Regions from separate parts of the Mus musculus genome. Here region 2 is linked to region 1. A link is a contact called in public Hi-C data. All regions are on one chromosome and are shown on one strand. Each heading gives the region's core, a stretch centred on a gene start, on an enhancer-like site or on the middle of the called end of the contact. The rest is flanking DNA. Distances are from core to core; before and after follow the strand shown. Region 1 overlaps Sntb1 (syntrophin, basic 1). Region 2 has its middle 120 kb from the start of Gm46516.

Evidence for each region. Hi-C and Micro-C count contacts between places; a contact is called where the count stands out from the background.
Region 2: a contact with region 1 is called in a Hi-C map of liver, with 5 times the contacts expected there. The contact joins two enhancer-like sites. A contact is called at or near these places in 1 of 15 datasets of contacts at CTCF or cohesin (pro-B cells), 2 of 484 Hi-C or Micro-C datasets (CD8 T cells and liver) and 1 of 115 datasets of contacts at active chromatin or transcription factors (VIP interneurons).

Annotation. Positions count from the first base shown.
Region 1 is chr15:55,774,194-55,779,445 of GRCm38.p6, forward strand. The region is part of intron 2 of Sntb1 (syntrophin, basic 1); the gene reads right to left. Among named protein-coding and RNA genes, the nearest start is that of Sntb1, 130 kb to the right of the region's middle. Within about 2 kb of position 2,533, at least 4 of the 459 cell types and tissues checked have an H3K27ac peak or open chromatin away from gene starts, as enhancers often do. A contact at or near this core is called in liver, where this site is marked.
Region 2 is chr15:56,043,916-56,049,167 of GRCm38.p6, forward strand. No RefSeq gene overlaps it. Among named protein-coding and RNA genes, the nearest start is that of Gm46516, 120 kb to the left of the region's middle. Within about 2 kb of position 3,161, at least 30 of the 459 cell types and tissues checked have an H3K27ac peak or open chromatin away from gene starts, as enhancers often do. A contact at or near this core is called in liver, where this site is marked.

The sequences.
Region 1 (5,252 bases), core at 1,283-3,782:
TGGTTTTCACATCAATACTGCATTGATGAGTTTTTTTTTTTAAAGAAGCCTGATAATTATTATAATGGAAGACAATTCAGATAAAAAAATACGGTAGAAATGGCAGAAGGAATCAGGAACTCAAAACATTTCCTTATTTTCTTTCCTTACTAAAGATTAATGACTCTTAGAGAATTAGTCCAGGGGAGGAAAGAGACCAGAATGAGGGCAACAAGGAACTAGGGAAATAAATGCACAAGAGCAAACTATAAAGACAACACACACACACACACACACACACACACACACACACACCACACACACCACACACACCACACACACATACACACACATACACACACACACACTGAACAATGCTATAAAAATTCATCACTTTATATGCTAACTTAAAATTTAATAAAATAATTAGTGGTCTTGTCTTCAAATACAAGTATATTTTTTAGGAAGGCCGAAGAGATGCTGCAAACACACAGGCGCCTTTCAGTGTTTTAGCTGTGGCAGACTGTGGTTATATTATAGTTACTTCTCTATTTGCTACAGACAGAGGAAGGGGTTCTTTTTAAACAAAGATGATCTCTCAAAACCCAGAGGGAAAGACTCTCAGTTATAAACAGTAACAGCCTCCAAAAGCAACTAAGGTTGCTTTTGCTCCATAGCAAATTACACCTTTTATATATTCTAAGTGTGAAAGGGCCTAGTGGTCCATCCTCTGGTACCTTTGGGCCACACTGGTTCACTAGAACGACTGTACCAGTTTAAGGCTTACATTAAAACCTTATAAAGTGAGGGAAAGGGAGGGGAAGTGGTCATCTGCCACACTGTTAGGGCTTCGGTGTTTCTTAGTAAATATTCAATAACTTGATTGAACTCTTAGCACATACATGACAGTGCTGATGACTTGGTCATGATGGGACAGAAATGTTTATTCTGTGCTAGTGAATGATCACAAAATCTCTGTCAGTTAGCATGATGTCCATGAAGAGGGATAATTTGAGCTTAAGGATATAAAATCTTTACTGCTATTTATTTATTTATTTATTTATTTATTTATTTATTATTTGATAACCACAAAGAACTGCAGCACAAACTTATGTGTTTCTGTTTTCAAACCACATCTTCTCTACAACACAGAAGTTGCAAGGCAGCTAATAAGCAGTGACTCTTAGCTGTTATAGACACAGGTTTTAATAATATTTCATGTCTTTGATGACTTCATGTAGATTAATGCAGGTTGATTCCAGTTAGCTTTTTTCTATTCCTTGGATTCAAAACCTATAAGCCCATGACTCAAAATAGTATAGTCACCCACCCATAACGACACAGAAAGAAAAGGTGGACATCTGTAACAGAAGATAAAAATGATCAAAGGACATGTTCAGTGTTGCCGGTTGCACACGGACATCTGACAGCTCTGTACCCAGGAACAACCACAGCAGGCCTGAAAACCCTGGAAGCCAGCAGGACTGTGGGACTCTTCTGGGATCAACAGGGAATATCTAGGTTCAATTTTCCACTCTGGCTCAGCCGTCCTGCTTGCTATAATAATTTTATTTCCCGCATATATGACAGTAATGTGGGAAAACTGTAGCTTCAGAATTTATTGGGGGTATTTCTGTAAGACTGTATGTAGCCTGGGTAGGATCCTACATCTCTGTAGTAATTAAAAGCCTACATCTGTGCTTCCTGGAGAAATTAAAGATGCTATTTTCAAACTGACTCTATTCTTCAGAGTGTCAGCTTTATAGATATAAGATCAGACAGAAATGTATAAAGTCATGATGTGGTGTTCATTGACTGAAGCAGTGCTTTATAACTGTCAATTTATTTAAAAGAAATGAAAAACAAAACCAAATAAACAAAGAACCAAACCAAACTAAAACAAGCAAACAAACAAAATAGGCTATCCAACACTTAGCAGAGACTAAAAATTTCCTAACATTTCTTCATAACACTACAAGTATCTTCTGATATTCTGAGTAAGGCCATATAGTTTTTTTTTCCTAAGAAGAGGGAAACAATACAAAGTTAATCATCTTTTCATGACTGTACAATACATAAAGAAACAAATATATATATATATATATATATATATATATATATATTGTTAGAGGGCTTGAGAAAATAGCTCAAGTTGCTAAGTGTTTACTGTATGCCATGGGCTAGGCGAACGTCAGGTTATTTCCTTTAACTATTGTACATGCATAGAGCATCACCGACCCTTAAAACAATCCAAGAAGTGAATTGTTAAAAGTCACTATGATAATAAATGGAAAAGCAAGTTCTCAGACCTAGTCTGGCCTGGCCTGAAAGTTAATCATCTTTTCATGACTGTACAATACATAAAGAAACAAATATATATATATATATATTGTTAGAGGGCTTGAGAAAATAGCTCTGTGAGCTTCAATTTCTGGATCTGGTGTCTCGTTTCCAGGAAACATGGAAACATTTTCCTGTGGTCCGAATGTTTCCTAATACGGCAGCAATGAGACCAAGTTGCAGTGCTTGGCATTGCTTATGTGTTTCCTAACAGAGACTTCGAGAGTCCAGATGGACAAAGAGAGCACCTCACACTGGGAGTGAAAGGTCACACAGAAGGGACGGTGAGTAATTTGTCATTTTAGAGGAAAGTGAATTAGTATTAAGGTTTTGTGGGACATCTGGTTCCTCCTGATGCATAAGCATTGTTGATATGTACCTCCTTCCCTCTCTCTCTGTTTAGGCAGTACCTTTTCATAGTAGATATTTCACTACCAAAGCAAGCTTGATATGGTGACAGCAGCCTTCTTAACTGTGTCTTCTGCAACCCATGGCTTTGCCACATTGGAAGAAGTTCCCTTTAAACCTCTTACACTTTCCCTGGACAGTATAGTATTCCGCTCAAATCCTATTTAGAGCTTTGTGACACTGACCACTTCCTGATATATTAGATTCCTATAGCTTCCAATTTGCCCCAAATAAACTGTCTTATCTTCCATGCATCATAGTAGTTAAAATGAATCATTTTGTTATTGTTAAAATGGGTTTCTAGCTGGGCATGGTAGCCCATGCCTTTAATCCTAACACTTGGGAGGCAGAGGCAGGCAGATGTCTATGAGTTTGAGGCCAGTTTGGTCTACAAAGCAAGTTCCAGGAGAGGCAGGGCTACATAGAGGAATCTTGTCTCAAAAACAAACAAACAAACAAACAAACAAACAAACAAACAAACAAACAGTCTCATTTAGCCCAGGTCAGCCTGGAATTCACTACATAGTTTGAGGCTGGCAGTGAACATTGGACTTCTGATCTTTCTGCCAAGTTCTGAGATTACAGACATGTTCCACCACATCCTTCTTTAAAAAAAATTCTTTATGGAACTCTACAATGGGGTGTGACTTACTATTAAACAAGAATCTATACATATGATTTGGGGCTATCCAAAGTGACTTCTCCATTGAAGTCAGAGTTTGGGTTATTAGCATGTTCTCATGCCTTGATTTGTATACGTCAGACCTGACATCAAAGAGATGAAATTCAATACCATTCATTATTGAGACATGGTCTCATTCTAAACACACTATGTTCTTATAATTAATTTTTTGTTGTTGTCTGGTTTTGGCTCTAGATTCTTAGTTTGACTTGCTCTGTGTTCCAAGATCCCAAATTCTACGTATTAAGTGATGCTATGTTGGCTTCCTGGACTCTAGCTTCCATTGGAAGCATTAATGGGAAGATGTGAAAGCAGAAGAGAAATGTTGGAGCAGTGGCCTGTCTGTCATCTGAGCTGGGACTCTCCCAGTTCCAGAGCTACTCATCTCTATTGCCTCCTAAGCCTGGGGTGGTAACAGCTTCCTGGGGCTGCTAAGATCTGCGTATGTGTTGGTTCTTTATGTGTGGCTATTCAAGTAAATATTACTTGTGCTGCCGAGTCACAGTGGGATAAGGTTCATCTACAAAGACGATGCTCAGGAAACAAGAATGCCCCCATGTTAAGTGCTGTCTGTGAATTCTTCAAGGATGAAACTTGTATCCTAGCATTGAGACTGATAGTTTCTCGACCATCCTTTTGTATTCAACGAGTGGTTTCTCGTGCTACTGTTAGATATTGAACAAATGTAAAAGCAAACCATGGCATACAGAGTAGAATTTAAATAAACAAAGCTACTTAAGAGTTGAGACTTGAGAGACAGACAAGGCTGGGTATGGTGACATATGCATGTCATCTTGGCACACAGAAAGGAAGCTACAGCAAGAATATTGAAAATTCTGGGCCTGCCAGGCAACGTCATGAGATTCTATCACCAAAACTAAACTCAAACAAAATGAAACAAGGAAACACAAATTCAATGAACCAACAGTATCAAAATTCACATTCAAGCATCGTTTAAGAACAAAGGAGGCACACACTTTACACCATCAAGCAGGAATAGCCACAGTAATGTGTGTCCCAACTCCTTTCCCCACTCAGGAAAAAAAATTCCGCACATATGGAAAGGAAGAACAGGGTCTCTATGTGAATTCCCATCGTACTGTTGAGTCGCTCGCACAGGGGATACCTGCTTGAATAGAGGGTGTCTGCATGATAAGTCTGGGGTTATTTTCAGAGCCATCATTATCGCGGCTGGAAAATCCCAGGGCAGTTATTTGCAAACCAAATGGAGTTCAATTAATGGATCAAGAGCAAAAGAACAAGACCTGTATTTTGAGAGTCAACATTAGCAAAACTCCTCTACACCCAGAAGGTCAAGTTCAAACTCTCCAAAAGCTCTCACAAAAGGAGAAACTTAAAATTTCTTGGAATGTTACTTACTGTACAAGAATGAGCTAAGATGAACTCATGTGGACCTGTAGACCCGTATATCCATGAATCATGGAATCTTGCTTGATGAGACCTCTAAATACTTTCTTAATGCAAACCAGAGATTTCTTCTCTCTCTCTCTCTCTCTCTCTCTCTCTCTCCTCCCCCTCTCTCTCTCAGTGCTATGTTGTTACAGAAGCCTTACTAATTCATACCTCACTGGATAATTAGTGTAGATGATTAAGTTTATTTATGAAGGAAATAGATTTTCTTAAAAATAGCAGGGCAAAGAAAAGTCTTCTGGGCTCATTAAAACAAACCTTTTGTGTGCTTGCTGTATACAAAGTCGTAAATTATGCAAAGATCCTGGTTAAGCAAATCACTGTGTGGCTTGGTCATTCATGTTAACCGTTTCTTCCCAAGGGCCCAGCAAACTAGGTCTAAACTCAAAGGAGAAGGAGAGGGACACCTTTT
Region 2 (5,252 bases), core at 1,911-4,410, 270 kb after region 1:
AAGGAGAAAGGACTTTTCTATATTTAGTGACGTGAGTATAGCATCCAGGACGTGAAGCAGCAAATGTAAGATGTATAGCAATGTATAAATGTTTATAGTGTGATATAGCTTAGACTTAGAAAGGAGAACATACAAGTATATACATTTATTTATACTAGTAGGGTAAATCACAAATTCTTTAAAAATTGGTTACACGTCATGAGATGGAAAGAATATGAAATCTGGGATATGAAAGAAATAGATTTCTTTCTCTCTCTCTCTCTGTGTGTGTGTGTGTGTGTGTGTGTGTGCACACACATGTATGTGCAGATCACCTGGAGCTGGGTTTTTAGGTGTTTGTGTGCTGCTCAATATGTACCAGAAATCAAACTCAGGCCTTCCGGAAGAGGATCAAGCAATCTATACCACTGAGTCACCTCTCCAGCTCTTTACCTTAACTTAGGCAACTTCTTAACTAACCCAAGTAAAAGAGAAAACAGCATAGCAGAGCCTGCTAGTCTCTGAAACCTTACTAGATATAAATTCTATTTTACAATAATCACCAAAATTGCTTTGAATGTCTTTCAGATACAAATCTCCAAATAAGCAAATAAGATTGTACATCTTGTCTAGGGAGACTGACTCTGATTCTAAGAATACAAAGAGGTTCAAGGCTTGTTTTGTTTTGCTTGGTTTTAGATTGAGTTATGTTGGCTAGTTACCAGTGACAACAGTTACATAATTATTAGGACTAGTGTTGCCATTTAGATTGGGATAAAAATGACGAAGTAATTAAATTAGCATTTTTAGAGGATGAGATTCCTAGAATAAATAAATAACATTAAAGTAAAAAAAATGAGTTTAATGAGTTTAAAAATTCACTAATCTTTATTTCTACTGAAAAGAGGTGGCATGAGTCTATATATAGCATGCGCTATTCTTTATAAAAATTACACATTTCCTCAGTATGTCTTTTGGGGAAACCAGTAAGTGTGTCTGTTCTGAGAGAAAGAAACTCTGGGTTCTGGGAACATGAAGTCTATATTTTGTTTCTGTCTGAAAGGAATCAGGTTCCTTGGAAAAGTGATAGATTCTATAGGTGGGGCAGAAAATATTTGTGATGAATGTGAAATCATGATCAGAATATGTGTTAACCTCAAGAAGCCCCACTGGCTCGAGATGGAGAGAAGAAGCCCCAACATTTAATGCACCAAATATGGAAAATGGGAAAGAGCAAAGGTCCTTGGGAGGGTGTTGGGCAGCAACCTACTCTTTGGAAAAAAAAAAAAAATAAAGAGTAGAGCATTTATCGTACCGCTTATTTGTTTTTCTTTTGTTTTATATCACTCAATTGAGGAGGGGGAAACTCTTCCTTCAAATTCTTCTGGCTAACAGATTTTGCAGGAACGACATAGAATGTCTCCACTTTGCTAATTCTAAAGGATGCTGGACCTAGACAATGATCATCCATGGACCACTAACTAATGAGTGACAGGAACCCTGACCATGGAGGCTTATCAGATGAACATTTTCCCTGCTCACTGATCAGTTCTAACATCAGCAAGTGGGGAGAGCTGGAATCATGGGAGTCCTGAGACAAATACAACTGAAACGGGGTCAGATCCTCCCTACACAGAGAATAAACTCTGTACTCTAATCACACGTTTGTATTAATTGTGCATGGTCACAGAAGAATAAATTATTTGACAGTATAGCATCAGTGCACCTATTATTTGAAACGTTCTATGGCCCAAAATTTCCATTTTCTTTTCAGGACAGAGGAACACGTGCATGGCAGAAGGCCAAGGGGAAGTACTATGAACCCCCAAGGACAGGGGAGACTGACACCAATGAGCTCAGTGGATCCTGAGCTGAACAGTCCAGAGGGAAAAGTGCATTTTGGAGGACACTCGGGTCCATTTGAAAGATGGCTTGCTTATCAGATTGTATACCATGATTATTAAATGTATTTTGCGTGATAGTGAGCGAGCTCTGAACTCTGGTCTACTAACAACACACAATGGCAGGCCTAGAGTTAAAGAGACACAGTATCTGGGCTAAGCTTATTACAAACACAAAACGATACATGAAACAAGGTAGGTCTGATTCAGACTGGGCTTTTCGGTTCCTATAGAGCATTCTTTGAGGGGTCACTTGAGGTGAGAAAACAGAATTTGGGTAAAATGAATGCAAAAATAATAAAAGGGAAGCTATGCTTAGCAGCATTGTCTTTGACGGGTAGCTATTTTGGCTAATATTAGATTATACTCAAAAGTACCAGAAATACCCCTATTGCCCACGTCAAGATAAGGACTTCATTGTCAAGGCCTACCAGTTCCTTGAAGAACTTCCTTCTGCTTCAGAAACCATCTTGATTACTGATGAAGAAGACAGGGCAGTGGGGTTTGTGTCTCTGCTTCTGTGGCAGCTGTGTTATCATGTCCTTTCTGTTCTCATTAGTCAACCAGAGCCGACTATTGGTCAAGAGAACTCTACCCAGCTCAGTGGAAGTTGGTTCCTTTAGGACAACCCACTGTTTTTTCCTTTTTCCTTTTATTTTTCTTCTTCTCCCAGGAAAGTCTTCAGATATTTTATCTAGTTCAAATCTCATCAATGGGAATCCCCCTTTCTTCCCTTTTGTGCGTTATCCTTGAGTTTATGTAAGGTGAGCAATTTTAAGTCCTCCTGAATGAAGCAATCTGGGCTAAAGTTAGAAAAAAAATATGAGAGAGAGAGAGAGGGGGGGGGGGTGGGGGGAGAGGGAGAGGGGGGGAAGGGAGGGGGAGGGGGAGAGGGATCGTATTGTCCAAGGCGCCTTCAAATATGCTCGCACAAACCACGTGACACAGACTCTTTGCTCCAGTAGGTTTTTATCCTTCTTGTATCATTAGAACAATCAAACTCTAGTGTTAGACCGACAGAAGATGGCAATGTATTAGTATTTCCTCACACTCTGCCTAGAGGGAATTTTGACCCCAGAAAGCAGTTCTCTGGCAGGAAACAGTGGGAGAAGACATGAAGTGAGACAATAGAGAGGATTTTCCAGGCTGTTTATCTACCCACCACCATGTTTTCCTGGGCACAGATCTGAGCCCTTAAAACCAAAACAACCTAGACTGAAAAGGTAACACAAAACATTCCCCGCGGCCATGGCTACGCAGTCCCTTGGTATTGCTGCCATCTATTGGCACCAGGTGGTAACACCGGACAAAGTGAAGCCCTAGGGTGTTTGGTGTTTGTTTCCCTGAATACCAATGGTCCCACAGGTAGAACAGACTTACTTCAGAGAGGGCGGATCATATGATAAGACTTTAGTGGTGAAAATATATGTATGTGATATATATTCTTGAGAAGGGCTGTGCGTTTGTGCTATCTTAACGTGCCCCCAAAGGGCTCCTACCAGCTGAAGAGACTAAACAGGGTAGGATTAATACCCACGAAAGCCAGTGGAATAACCTTCGCAGTTCTTCTGTGTTACAGCAGAGAATCCCATGGCCCTTTGCGGCAGGTTTTAGAGGATGGTAAAGATTTGTCCCATCTGAACGATTACTGTAAGTGTTGGGTTGTACTAAACTCATCATTATTTGAGGAAAGTGGTCTTTATTCAGTTTCTGTCTGTGTACCCAGTGGCTCAAAGTCTCTAAGCCATAGGGATTTTCTTGATCTTAGGACAGAGTCATGAGAACCTCTGGGTAAAGTGTTAGGACTATCACCCTACAGTGCATTTTCCCACTCTTCTGGATTCAGGCCAACAGTTAACGTTAATTTTTAATGAAATGACCTAACATATTTTAAAACAATTACAACTTCTTTGATTAGTAGGCAGCTACAGCTTGTGCTTCTTGGCTGTCCTACCTGAGCTTGGCTACCACTCTCCGGGGGGACTCCCCAGGTTTAGTATGTGGCTTGCCTGTGTCATGACACTGGAGACTCCTGCCACAGTTCAGGAGGTATACTGGGGGACATAGAAGCTACTTCAGAAGGAGGGGAGTCATTTAGGCCTTCTGTCTCCATGTCTCCGTTGTAGTTTATGTATATTCATTTAAGAAGCTTTTATGGATGAAATGACCTAGCATTAATTAAACTTATCTTTACAAACAAGATGAGGCGATTCTAATTGAAAAATTTGCTGATTCAACAGAATAAGTAATTACTAAAACCTTGTACCTAAAAATGAAATCAAAGTACAAATAATAGATGATATCAAGGAAGATGGAGAAGAAAGTTCAGAAAAGTCCACACTACTGTAGGTCCTGGTCAGTTTCTGGATAAGGAAAGAAATCCAGGTTAAATCAGGTGAGTCTGTGGGCCTCCTTAGAGATTATAGGGAATCCCCAGGACAACTAGCTGCAGCCTCAGATGATAAGATACACTCACCGTTAATTGTTGAATGAATATACCTTTATTCCAGAAAAAGTCCACTTATATGTTCACTGTAAAAGACATATCCAAGTCGCAAAACAGTACGGTTAGTTTCTGTAAAATGGCCTGAGTAAAAAACACACCAAGAAATTAATATTAAAACTAAAGATAATTTAGCATTATTAACATTAGGTAAAAAAATGAAATAATAAACTAAAATCTGAGAAGTTTGACCCTGGTAAATGCTGACAAAGTAAAAGTATGTAATACTCAGGGGTATTTTACAAATTTAATAATGTAGCTTTGCAAAGAAGAAAGCAAGAGCCCAGTACTACAAAGGACAAATTCATAATTCTACTCTCATTATAAGATATTTTAAGAAATTTACCTCAATACATTTTAAAAAGACAGTGATCAACAATTAAAAAGAAAAAAAACGAGATTTATACACACAATTAACACACAGAACCCAATACTTTCTAAGCATTCTTTACAAGCTTATAAAAATGGATTTCGTAAGGCCCAGTAATTGATAACAGGAAGATTAAGATCTTTGACCACAGTAGAATAATTAGAACATAAAAATAAGCAGGTGGCTCCCCAGACCTACACTTTCCAGAATAGGTACTTTTCAGGAGAGCGGAGTTTGGGTGGTAATCCAAGCAGTCTAGGAATCAGGCCAGTGACAGCATAGCCACTAACTTCACCCTAAGCTGCATGAAGCCATGTGCCTGACCAGGCCGTCTCATGGTGAGGGAGGGCATTTGCTTTTAGCTTAATGGTCCCTTGTGACAGAAAGAGTGCCATCCATCAGAGGTGCCGATCAGGTACCAGAGGCTCGTCTGTGGACTATGAGCCTCCGTGATCAGACTGCAGAGGTGTGGCCAAAGTTGGTATCATACATTCTGGCC